Regions from separate parts of the Mus musculus genome. Here region 2 is linked to region 1. The links are chromatin contacts, called in public HiCAR-type maps. All regions are on one chromosome and are shown on one strand. The core of a region is the stretch at or near the end of the contact, and the rest is flanking DNA. Distances in the headings are between cores, read along the strand shown.

Region 1 (6,159 bases), core at 932-3,431:
AAATATCGCCTGGTAAGCTGGAGATACACACAGCGTTACTGTGTGTGTGTGGGGGGGGGGGGCGGTGAGTACCATTAGATCACTTTTTAGATATATTTATTTTATTTGTATGAATGTGTTCTCTGTGTACCACGTGTATACCTGGTGCTCTCAGAAGTCCAAAGAGGGAATCAGATCCCCTGGTACTAGAGTTACTGATGGTTGTGAGCCACCAGGTGTGTGCTAGAAACTGAACCTCAGTCCTCTGCAAAAAAAGTAACAAGTGAGCCCTCTCTTCAGCCCTAGCCATGGTACTATGGGGGATCAAGACGGCACAGCAGCACCCATCCAAACGAGTGAAACAGTCTGCTAAACTACTTTGGTTTTGTTTGAGACAGGCTGGCCTCACACTCACGCTTCTGCTGCCTTGGTTTCGCAAGTGCTGGGATTGCAGGCACACACCGCCACGCTCACGTACCAAGCTTGAGCTTGGCCAAGACACTGTCCTGACTGAGAGTTAGTAACGGTGCCAATGAGAAGGAAGACACACTCACTTCCGGATCACGGCCTTGGACTCGGGTGAACTTTGGCTTCCATCGTCTTCACAGTTTGGGCCTGTCAGGTTTCCATACCTTTAAAGATGAAAACGGGCAAACAAAAACTGTCATAAGGCTGCTCTAACCAACTTCGGGCATAAACTAACATATCAGGAATAATTAAGGAAATAAATACATATAAAATAGCACCAAAATAAAGCAGCATTAACAAAACAAACAAACAAACAAACAACAACCCAAGATGGATAGGTGAGTATACTCCAAACAGAAGCAGACTGTATCGCGCTTCTTTAGAATGTTTGCACAATAATCTATAGTTCCCAGAATTTCTTCTATACATCAGGGTTTCATCTCAGCAAGAGGATCAGATATCACACACTATAAAGAAAGCAGGTTCCTTATGAACTCTCATGCAAGCCTATCTTCCACTCTGTGGGCACATTTGTGAAATGTAGGTCTTATATGGGCACAGAAGCACTGCATCCATGAGACACCTGGGGGTGTGGCCTCCTTTTGAGTAGATCAATGTTGGAGGCTCCTGGAAACAACCCTGGACTCTTAAAGGCTAGGATGGAGACGAGGGCTGGAATAGAGTCTTTTGCTGCAGGCAACAGCTATAGTTGTGACTACACCTACCCTAAGGCCAGGCTGATCTAGACAAAGGCTGGGAAGAGAACAAGGGTCCTGTTTTGGGGAAAGTCATTGGTGCTTAGAATTTAAAATTTTGCTTGTCACAGACTCAAATTTTTACTAAAAAAGTTGACCAGTTCCCAAGTATACAGTAAGCTTTTCTTTTAACTCTACATGTGGGAAAGTTCATTTTGTATTATTATATCATGCTTTGTTCTGCAGAGAGTGTGTATCTAGGGGCTGGAGAGGTGGCTCCGTGGTAGAGTGCTTTGCCTAGCATGCCCAATGCCCTGGCTCCATCCCCAGCTCTGCAAGCAACCTAAGAGAATATGCATTTAGTAACTGACACTCAATCCCTAAGGAACATTCCATTAACTCGAAAGGGCTGGATTATTTCTGCAGTTTTTCCTCCCAAGAAGAAAGAATTCCAAGTCCCTGGAGTTTGAAAAGCTGTTTGTCGTCCCAAGAGTTTTGAAACTAGAAATTATATTTGGTGGGTTTACATTTTTAAAGAGTACACTTTGTCTTGTATAATGGGATTAAAAGCTCTAGTACCCTATGGCTCCTTGTTCTCAAGATTTACAAATTCTTTACAAAATAAAAGCATGCTTTAACTGACTGTCAGCTCATCTGGTGTCTCAATCACCCCATGCCGACAAGTTCCACACACACACACACACACACACACTGCTCCTCTCTCTACCTCATCAGCCTTACTGGTCTCTTGGCCTCATGGTCTTTCCCATGGTTGCAGACCTCCTGCCCCCTTCACCCTGGGCAGCACCTGCTCCGTGACAGCTTTCCGGGCCGCCCTCTGCTCTTCCTGACACAGGAGCTCAGTCAGATTAAGATTTCCTCCACCCCACACGAGCCAGGCAGGAGTGGGAAATGAAGCGCCCAGTAAATAAACAAAGTGGGATTCTTTTGGCTCTTTCCTTGGGCCACCATCACAGTGAACTGTGTCCTCATGTTGCCTCACAGTGGATTCTGTGGTTTGCAGGGGAGTCTGGGGAGGGTGCAGGAAAGGGAGGCCATTTGCAAGCCACCAAGCTTCTCCATTTCTCCCTAAAGCTCTCAGTTACTAAACAGGGCTCTTAATCTTTGTTTTGTTATGTTAATTTGTCTGTTAGCTTCTCTCCGGAAATGTCTTTTATCTTCCTGCTGGAACTGTGAGAAATATAAATAGACAAGGGTAATCCAGGGGCACCTTCAAGGAAAAAATACACATTTTACTGATAGCTTTCTTTCAGATGTTTCTACTGGAAGCTTCCAGATCTTCCTTTTTCTTTTTTCCTTTTGTCTATAATTTCTCCTGCTCTCCTGCTCTTTTTTTTGGTTCTTTTTGGAGCTGAAGTAGAGGTTGGGTGGCACCAACACCTACTTCAGCTCCTCCCACAGAATGTGATGCCACAGTGCACTGTCCCGTTGGTGCCGAGAAAGACTGCGCATTCCTGTGCGTTGATTAGCCTGTTCCCATTAACAATGGCTAAGATCATGTAACTACTCCTTCTCTCCACTGCCAGTGTCTGTCCACAGTTCACAACTGGGATCAAGGTGACGGTTTGGAAATAACTCAGAGGCCTCCAGGAGCTGTCAATCATCAAGCAAGGCTTGGAAGGGCACAAGGTCCAGCTGCTCAAATCTTGCTCCATCGACCCATGCAGAAAACCTCCAGCTCTGCCTTTACGACATACCCGAGTCCAAACACTTCTTAGCACTTCTCTTTCTACTCTGCCTCTAAAGGTGGCCATCTTCAGGGTAAAGCAAGTCAAAGGCCACTTAACTAATCTGATCTATGGGTGTCTACCCACCCATCACAGTTCTGTTGAGGACCTAGCCCTTCTCCCCTCAGGCCCCTCCCATGATTCCAGTCTGAGAAAAGCCCAGTCTCACCTCCCACAGACCATGAAATCTGCTCACTGCGCTCGGTCCATAACTTCCACGTTTCCCTCACTCACTCCTGCCTCGCCAACCTGTCAACCATTCCCCCACTTTCCCGACCCCCACCTCACAGCTGTCTCTTGCTTCTGCTGCTTCCGATGGCAGGTTCTTTGGGTCCCTCAGATCTTTGCTGAAGTGCTGCCTATCGGTGTAGGCCTTCCCTACACATCCTGTTTAAAACGCACCCCGACTCTGACACCACCCCTTTACCACCTTACTCTCCACAGCTTTCAACATCTCCTAACACGATATAAGGTCAGCTTTGCCGGGCTGGGTACCGAGCAGAGCATAAATTCTAGGTGAGTGGTACTTTTGACTCTGTGCTCACGGCTCTTGGACGCTTACGACAATGCTTGTGCCCAGTGAGGCCACAGCAGACATGCCAACTGACCGCTCTCATGCGCGGTTCAAAGCACCACCTGCCCCTCCCCACGCACACAGGGTCCTAACCTGTCCTTTAAGGGCTTAGGACAGTGGTTCTCAACCTTCCTAACGCTGTGACCCTTTAATACAGCTCGCTCATCATGTCGTGGGGACTCCCTGACAGAAGATCGCTTTCATTGCTGTTATGCTACTGTTATGAATTGAAATGTAAATATCTTCGAGATAAAGGTTTGACAAAGGGGCTGTGACCCACAGATTGAGAGCCACTGGCTTAGGAGCATAAAAGTTTATTTTGAGCTTTGGCTGTAGTTATTCAAAATATCCAAAATTAACATGAAAAAGGTTTTAAGAATTAAAAAAAAAAAGATATCCTGGAGGTACTAGCAGTATGAAACCACAAAGGTATGTATGTGCTGTTATAAAGAAGAAGAAGGGGGGAAACCCTTCTAGACCTGAATGCACTAGTCAGGGGTGACTGTCCGCTCTTGCCCTGTCTTATCATTAAGGAGAAGTCATGTTCTATGGGGAAAACAAAACGCATCTAGCTTTGGAATGGAGAGCTCTTTAATGTTCATGTCAGAGTTGGTTTTACCAGACGAGGAAGGCCCCTTTGATGTATCCCTGAACCCGCTCACAGCTTCCCATCAAAAATCAAAGTCAAGTTCACTTCCTCTCCTCCAAGGGGGTAAACAGAACACGTGCATGTGTGTGTGCTTAATTAGTGGCAACAGAAAAGCTACAGATGAACCCGTCAACAATGTCATCTCCAATTTCCACCAAGCCTCCTCAGGGCTGGAGATCAAAGCTCAACTCCCTTAGGCATACCAAGGAGCAAATGCCCTTCTTTATAAAACTTAAATCGAAATCCACATTGCCAGATGACTTTTGACATGGGTTTCTCATGTTGTCATCAGGCAGAAAGAAAGGCTTACAAATGCCTTGTATAGTATAGCTGTAAGCAATTATTAAAACTACTTGAATAAGAGAAAGAAAAAACATAATGTTTAAATCTGGAAGAGCCACTTTCAAGAAGTTTGTTTGAAACCCATCTGAGCATAGCTTTTAACATGTATCTGAAGCAAGGGGTCCTAAGTTGTCCACAGACACCATCTCTCTACAGAGAGAACCACCTCACATCTGTGCCCCAACAGCGAAGTCTCAGTAGAAGCAGACCAGGATGCGGTCACCATAAAGGACTTTGTGAGCCCTGCTTGATGCTGGCAAATGAGCCAATGGTAATAACAGGTCACTTGTTATATGGCAGGAAGGGTGCCCACTGCTTTGGTGGATTGTTTCACTCGATTCCCATAATAACCCCACAGGGTGCTATCACTCGTCCAGCTTCACAGAGAGGTGAAGTGTGACCCAGAAAGCCTGTGTAAGAAAGCCTGGACGACATCACTGGCAGGCGGAAGAGGGACTTGAACCTTGGCAGGCAGGCCCTGGGCCCAGCACTAAGTCACTGCCCTCCCACACATGTTAGAAGGCCCTATCTGCATGTTCATTTTATCATGTCAGGACCCTGTCCACTCATCCATGAACTCATTCTTGGACTGCTTTAGTCATCATTGGATGAGGATGGTTTACTAAGGACTGTGCCCAGGTCCTTACTATTCTAGACATTAAGAATAAATCACTGGGGCTAAGGAAATGGCTCAGGAGTACAAGTACTTCCTAAGTGGGCATGGTGACCTCAGTTCAAATCCCTGGTAGCTATGGTAAAAAGCTGGGCATGGAGGAATAGAATTAAAACTCCAGCAGAGGATGGAGACAGAAAGATTGATTACCGGAGCTACCTCCAGGTTCAGCCAATGACACTGTCTCACAGGAATGAGGCAGATGGAGAAGGACACCTAACATCCTCCTCTGCCTGCCATAACACACGCTTGCTTGCCAATACACCGCATATACACTACACCACACCACACACACACACACACCCCTGAACATAGGCAGAGAGTGAAGAGCAGAGCCGACAGCAGGTGAGGCCTGGGGCAAACATGCAGGTCAGGATGGCCTGGCACATCATGGCGACATTGCCTCCTCCTCCAGCCCTGGGCCTGGTGCAGTAGACAGTCAACACAATCCCGGATTGGCTTACCTTCTCCTGCTAGGAACAAAGGAAAGCCCAGGGAGGGCAGAGGAAGGAGGGGATACTTGGTGGGAACAGCGAATGACAGACAGAAGGGGCAAGTGAAGGAAGAGACCACACAGGAAGCTGCTGACTTAAAGCCCTCGGGGAGTCTCTGAATGAATCCCAGCTTCAGAACACTTGGGCATGCTTTCACTGACCCACAAGAACTCAAGTTGTAAGGCACCAGAGAACCATCCAGAACCTTCACTTGGGAGAAGGCCAGGCCTGCAGCAGCCAACAGTTGCCTGGAACTTCACAGGACGCCTAGGAAGGCTTTGCACTGCTTCCCAAAGACCAGACAGAGTTGTTTGGACGCACCCTGAATAATGCCCTCCACAGAAGGCACTCCCTCCTCCCAGGTCCGACAAAGGCCTGGGTCACGGTCACTTAGTCTATCTTGGCAAAGTCCAGTTCCCACTGTGAAGTTGGTTACTGAAGGGGAAAGGATAAGTCACGGGGCAGGGGCAGGGGGCAGAGGACATATTCTAGGAATCCTCTGCTTAGAGAAACAGAAGCCAGGGTCCTTAAGTAAGT
Region 2 (5,876 bases), core at 2,241-4,740, 750 kb after region 1:
TCCTACTAGACCACATTTTTCTTTCTTCTTCTCTTTGGTTCTTTGGTTATAGACTAGCTATGCAGCCCAGGCTGCCTGGAAGTCAAAATCCTCCCGCTACAATGATAGCCGTGCCGCCTAATTGTTTTTAACCTCCTATTCCTCAGGCACTGCTTAAAGCCATCTTTTAACCCGGTCGTCACCTCCAGTCACTCGTTCACCCCACATGCAGCTTCACTGCTGCTTCAGACAGGACACATCAGACTTTTAGATCCAAGGCACCCTGCGGCCAGAGCTGCCTTCCCGTTTGAAAGGCAAGAATGCCACATTCTTTTCTCTCTCTCTCTCTCTCTCTCTTTCACCTTCACTTCTATCTAATTTATTAAGGCTTAATATTTCCAATGCATAAGAAAAACAGCAAGTCCCACATAAAACATTCCACTGGTTGAGTTTCCAGCCTGTCTCAAGCTGTCAGATGTTCCCGCAGATGTCTACTGCCTAGGCTCATGAATGACCTTTCCTGTCTTGTCTTTTGTTTCTCTGTGCTTCCTTGAGATTTCCTGTTTGATTAGCCACACACTTGGGTGTTCAAGCTCCATGTGTCATTATTCACCATAAAAGGGACTGGGAAAGTAACCAGCCAGTTAAAACACAAAATGATGTAGTAACAAAAACAGCTGCATCTGAGAAGAAGGCCAAGGAGACAGTGGGGATCCAGGCAATCTGTAAATTTCAAAACCAAGACCCATTCAGTCAGGCATGGTTCACAGGCTGCTGACTGGGGCACTGGAGGCCCGTTTCATAACTGAAGCTCACCAGAGCCATGAATGAATCTGCTTTCCGTTACCTCTCAGCCACATCCTCGAGGCCGCCCCCACCCACAGTCGGCCTTAAGGGACTGAGACGGCTTCTCGGTCTCTTTCTCTCACAGAAAAGCCAATACCAACTAAAAGGCTTCCAGAAAAACGTTAACTTCCATTTTATTTCCCAATCTAAGAAACAGGTCCTCGGGCCCTTCCCTAAAGCAACCATGAAAGTCAAAGCAGGACAGATACAGACACAAGAACGGCAAGCACAGGCCGCCGCAAGTCCACATTCTCTAGACATCTGGAAGGTTTGTCTGTTTCCAGAGTCTCCCCTAGTCATGATCCACACCCACCACTGCCGTCTGGGCCAGCACAGCCCAGTTTTACACGGGATGTCATCAAAAACCAAAGCCTTCTCAAGATGACTACCAAACCAAGTGGTTCCCATGTCCACCACAGGTCAGTGCTAACTTCTATCTCGGCATGGGGTAAAAACCCTGACGACAGCAGTAAACATGCTTGAACTTCTAAAGTTGATAAAAGTAAACAAACTTTATCACAGCTGCATTACAGATGTTTCCATAAACTTTCATAATCTGTAAAATTCTAAGAATCTGTAATCTCTTGGGAAGTTTCTATTGCATGTGTTTATCTAAAATACTCACTATAAATTCCAACTCTGCATAGAAGTGATCTACAAAGTCAATCTGGGGCATGCGGTCTCCTGATCGCAACACTTTTCCCACGAAGTGGTCTTAAGGCATCTAACAAGCGTCATCAGTCCCCACCCCATAACCTTCATCCCAGCTTCTCCCCACATCCAACATGAACAACTGCAAGGAAAATTCTTAGGATGCTCGCTTGTATCAAATTATGATCTCATATTAAAACACAAGTCAAAAACTTAGCTGAGCGTGATGATGCACACCTTTAATCCCAGCACTCGGGAGGCAGAGGCAGGCCAATCTCCACGTGTTCAAGGCCAGCCTAACCTTCCCAATGAATTCCAAGCCAGCCAGTTACATGGTGTGACCCTGTCTTTAAAAAAACAAACATAGAACCTCAGGGGATGAAGAGAAGGTTCAGCAGCTATGAGCACTTGCTGCTCTGTCAAAGGACTCAGGTCCAGTTCCTAGCACCTACATCAAGCATCTTATTACTGTCTGTGACTCTGGTCCCAGGGGATTTAACACTGTCCTCTACCCTAGCCCCTAAAAGCATCAGGCTCACCAGTCACAGGTGAAGTCACTAGACCTATCAGACTATTTGATGTGATGAGCAGGAACACCTGAGAAACGCAGCTGAGCAGATTAACTACAAGCCTCAGGCAACCACACCACCATTAACTGTATGCATTACTGTGTACACATGCATGTGGTGGGTACACATGCCATGGTGTGTATATATACTTGTGCATGTCTGTAGGTCAGAGAACAGCTTTATGGGGTCAAGTCTCTCTTCCTACCCTTATACAAGTTCCAAGAATCAGACTCAGGTCCCTAGGCTGAATAAAGTCCCTTTATCCACTGAGCCATCTCACCAACCCCAATTTCCTTGGTATGAGTTTAAAATAAATTAAACTCGAATCCTTTTGTCAAAATATTTTTAACAGCTTAAACTTCCCTAAGGACTGTTGTTGAGTCTTGGGCTCCCACAGCTGCCTAAGGTAACTCTGAACTTCTGACCTCCATCCCACCTCCCAGGCATTGCATGGATATAGGCATGTATGACTATATATAGGATTTACCTATATTCTCTACAAACTCCATAATTTCATTATTACTACTCTAGTTAGCCACTATCTTGATCCATTTCCTGCTGCTATATTCAGACTGAGTAATTTAAAATAAACAGAAATTGACTTGGCTCAAGGTTCTGGAGGCTGAGACATCCCAAAGCCTGCTGGTACCTACCTGGTAAGGGTCTTCTTGTGGATTGTAACACAATGGAAGCATCCCACAGCAAGAGCATAAATAAACCAGGAGGATCCAAACTGACTTTCACAATAAACCCACAGCCATGCCAAAGACACTTAGAGCAGGTCTTCATAAATAACCACCCCTCTGTCAACACGAGAAGACTGGATCGGTGGCCGAGGCATGAACTTGGTACACATTTAAACCACAACAGCCACCTACTCTAAAAGTGTTCACCTCCCAGAAGCTAAGGTTCTAAATGTTGTAAGTTAAGGACACAAAACTGAAATTCCATGTCAATCAATAGTTTTACATTGCCAAGGAGCAATCTCGTATTCCTAAGATGGTCATAGAATTTAGAAATCTGCAGGCAAACTTTTTCCTGCCTTCAATTACAGTGTGAGCTGAAGGCGGGAAATTATTACTTCCTAGTGCCTGACAACGCATTCCGTGTTCTCCCTACACCCTTTCTTCTCCTGGAAAAGGTAGGACATTTTCATTCTCTTTGGAATCAATTGATAGAACACGCCAAGAACATATTTTACCAGTGGGAGGGGGAGGAGAGAGAAGCAGGGGTGGAGGCTTCTAAAACCAACACTCCCTCCCCCATCTCACCCTACTTCTGTGCAGCAAGGAGTGCCACCCCATCCCACAAGAAAAGAAACTCATCAAAGCCTTTAACAGTCCCCAGTGCTTCTTATGTGGTGGTGTAACCACATTCTCCACACAAGGACAGAAAGAAGGTAGGGGCTGAGGAGGTCGGTCTGTCTGTAAGGAAAGCAGAAAGGGCGGACAGAAACACGGAAATTCCTCAGGCAGCTCAAGCCTGGAGGGCTCTGGGTTGAAGTGTTTGGGTCTGGGTTGAGTTTGTTTGTTTGTCTGAATCTTCAATTCAGAGAAGTGAACTATGACAGGCCGAGGCACAAACCCACCACAAACACAAGTCTTCCAAGGCAATTATGGCCCGTTCTCAGAAATAAAGCCAAAAAAAAGAAAGAAAGAAAGAAAGAAAGAAAAAACCCACCAGTGACCTTCAAATGAACCTTAGCTCCAGAAAGATTAGCAAGTCGGAGGTTGATAGCTTGGCAAATTTGCATCAACAGAAATCAAAGTGAATGGTGGGGCTCTGGAGCCTGAAAGAAGGAACGGGTGACAAAGGAAAGTTCCTGGGGGTACAGAAGCTATCTCGCTAATCAGTCAATAAAAATGCACATTAGACCTACTCAGCAAACTTGAGGAATACACACACACACACAAAGCCACCATAGCAGGGTCAGAATTTACTGGGAGCAGAGGAGAAACAGACTAGAACTGGAGATCAACCAGGCCGCCTTGAAGCCTTATCTTTAGTGATGTCAGATAAAGGGAACAGTTGAACTGAGCTCAGCAATTCAGCAAGCAGAAAGGAATAGTGGCCGAGGTAGGAAATGAGATAAGGTGCATTCCCCCATATAATTGGAGTTTACTGACCACCCTTCAGAATAGTACATGGTATGCTTCCCCCTTTTCTATTAGGAGACACTGACAAAACCCAGGGCCTCATTCTGAAATTCAATACATTCCTTCAACATTCCAAAAGGCATAAGACTAAATATTACACGACTAGTTAAAGGACTCTGAACCTAAAAGTTGTCCCTTTAAGAGCGTTTCATTTAAAAATCAGTATAAAGCTCTCTTAAAAAAAAATCTGAAAACTAAAAATTCCAAATCCAGCTTTTTCCAGCAAAGTCAGAGACACGAGGCTTAGCTCTCTGATGGAGTCACTTGGTCCTTTGCCCAGGTGAAGGTCTCTACAGTTCGCTGTAGAGTTCATGTGCCAAGTCTGCTCTCAGGTGGCAGAGGGGCAGGGGCGTGACTGAAGCTTGTGAGCCCAGGATCCCACCGACACCCACCTGTGTGACCACAGGGAAGTCACAAGTCACCTCACCTCATTCCTCACAGAGGTATCGGCTCTTGAGGCCGCAGAACTCGGAGGCACCCAGCACAGGGCTCACGAATCTGCCTTCTTCACTTGCTCTTAGCCAGAATGACTAAGAGGCAAACCTCGCTTTCTTCTGCTAACCGGTTTCCAAGCTGAAACCATTCACGTTACTCCACGCAAGGTGAGCCACGCCTTCCTTCACAATTACCTGATTATTTTTAGAATTTTTGTTCTAGTTTGTGTTTAGAATATTGACGCTCAAACAATCCAGCCTTCCTGGAAGGTCCTTCATTCATGTCCATTAGCTGTTTTCAAAAGCCAATCAGCTTTTCCCGGCTGACTTGTCGCTCACCTCTCAAGTGATCTGCAGCACTCCCTAGCACTCTGAAAATCTCCACCGAGTCATTTTTCCTATGGATGGATGTTTCTGTCTTAACCCCTCAGACACATTACAGATTCCCTCAGTACCGGTACAGCAAGTGTCTTTGATATCCATTACATATTACAAAATCCTTAAAGGAAAAATTTTCTCCCTGGCTGCCATTTAAATAATGTCTTTGTTCAACAAATAGAATCTCAATGCAACAAGCTCAAGGCATAAGTGGGGGGAGGGGGAGAGACTCCTGACACAACTGGTAATATGTTAGCTTCACACACTTCTCCAAGAAAGCCACCCAATTCAAGCTTGAATGTATTGTACCTAGCAGACTCCACCACAAGTCACTCCCTAGTACAGGTTTAAAGGGACGAAGATTAAGTCATCACAGCAGAGAACACTTGCAGAACAATTCCTTTTCACCCTGGGAATCGGAAAGCACCTTATTTAGAAATAAATAACTAAATAAAGTAAATCCTTGACCTTATCACCAAACACACACATCCTTAGTCTGTAAACCTGGGACAACATCCACAAGCTTACAATTTTACATCAACCCGAACCACAGCTCGCTGCAGGGGACGCTCACCCTGCACAATCCTCGAAGAGCTCTGCTTCCAAGGCTGGCCTTCAGAACAGCTCCCCAAGAACTCACACAGGCTGGTAGGCAGCTAGAATGGGCTGGACCACTGGTTCTCAACAGATATTGGTTGGTAACCATTAATGCAAGTGACCTCCAGACAAAGAAAACAAAAACAAAGAAATAGCTCTTTTGCTTTCCGAAATCCTGTGCTTGCTAAAACTAATTCCATAAATAAGTTACCTATATATTATGCACATCTGTAATCTCAGCAGCTGGAAACTTGGGGAAGGAAGAT

Evidence for each region. HiCAR-type assays count read pairs that join an accessible place to other places.
Region 2: a contact with region 1 is called in a HiCAR-type map of embryonic stem cells, with 4 times the contacts expected there. The contact joins two enhancer-like sites. A contact is called at or near these places in 4 of 39 promoter capture datasets (the 3T3-L1 cell line, 3T3-L1-derived adipocytes, the C10 cell line and 1 more) and 2 of 115 datasets of contacts at active chromatin or transcription factors (craniofacial prominence and embryonic stem cells).

What each region holds. Positions count from the first base shown.
Region 1 is chr1:152,571,065-152,577,223 of GRCm38.p6, forward strand. It overlaps Rgl1 (ral guanine nucleotide dissociation stimulator,-like 1), which reads right to left. Exons shown (of 18, transcript NM_016846.4): 4 at 534-611. Among named protein-coding and RNA genes, the nearest start is that of Gm51749, 34 kb to the left of the region's middle. Within about 2 kb of position 2,182, at least 36 of the 459 cell types and tissues checked have an H3K27ac peak or open chromatin away from gene starts, as enhancers often do. A contact at or near this core is called in embryonic stem cells, where this site is marked.
Region 2 is chr1:153,316,936-153,322,811 of GRCm38.p6, forward strand. All of the region lies in intron 1 of Lamc1 (laminin, gamma 1), which reads right to left. Among named protein-coding and RNA genes, the nearest start is that of Lamc1, 13 kb to the right of the region's middle. Within about 2 kb of position 3,491, at least 53 of the 459 cell types and tissues checked have an H3K27ac peak or open chromatin away from gene starts, as enhancers often do. A contact at or near this core is called in embryonic stem cells, where this site is marked.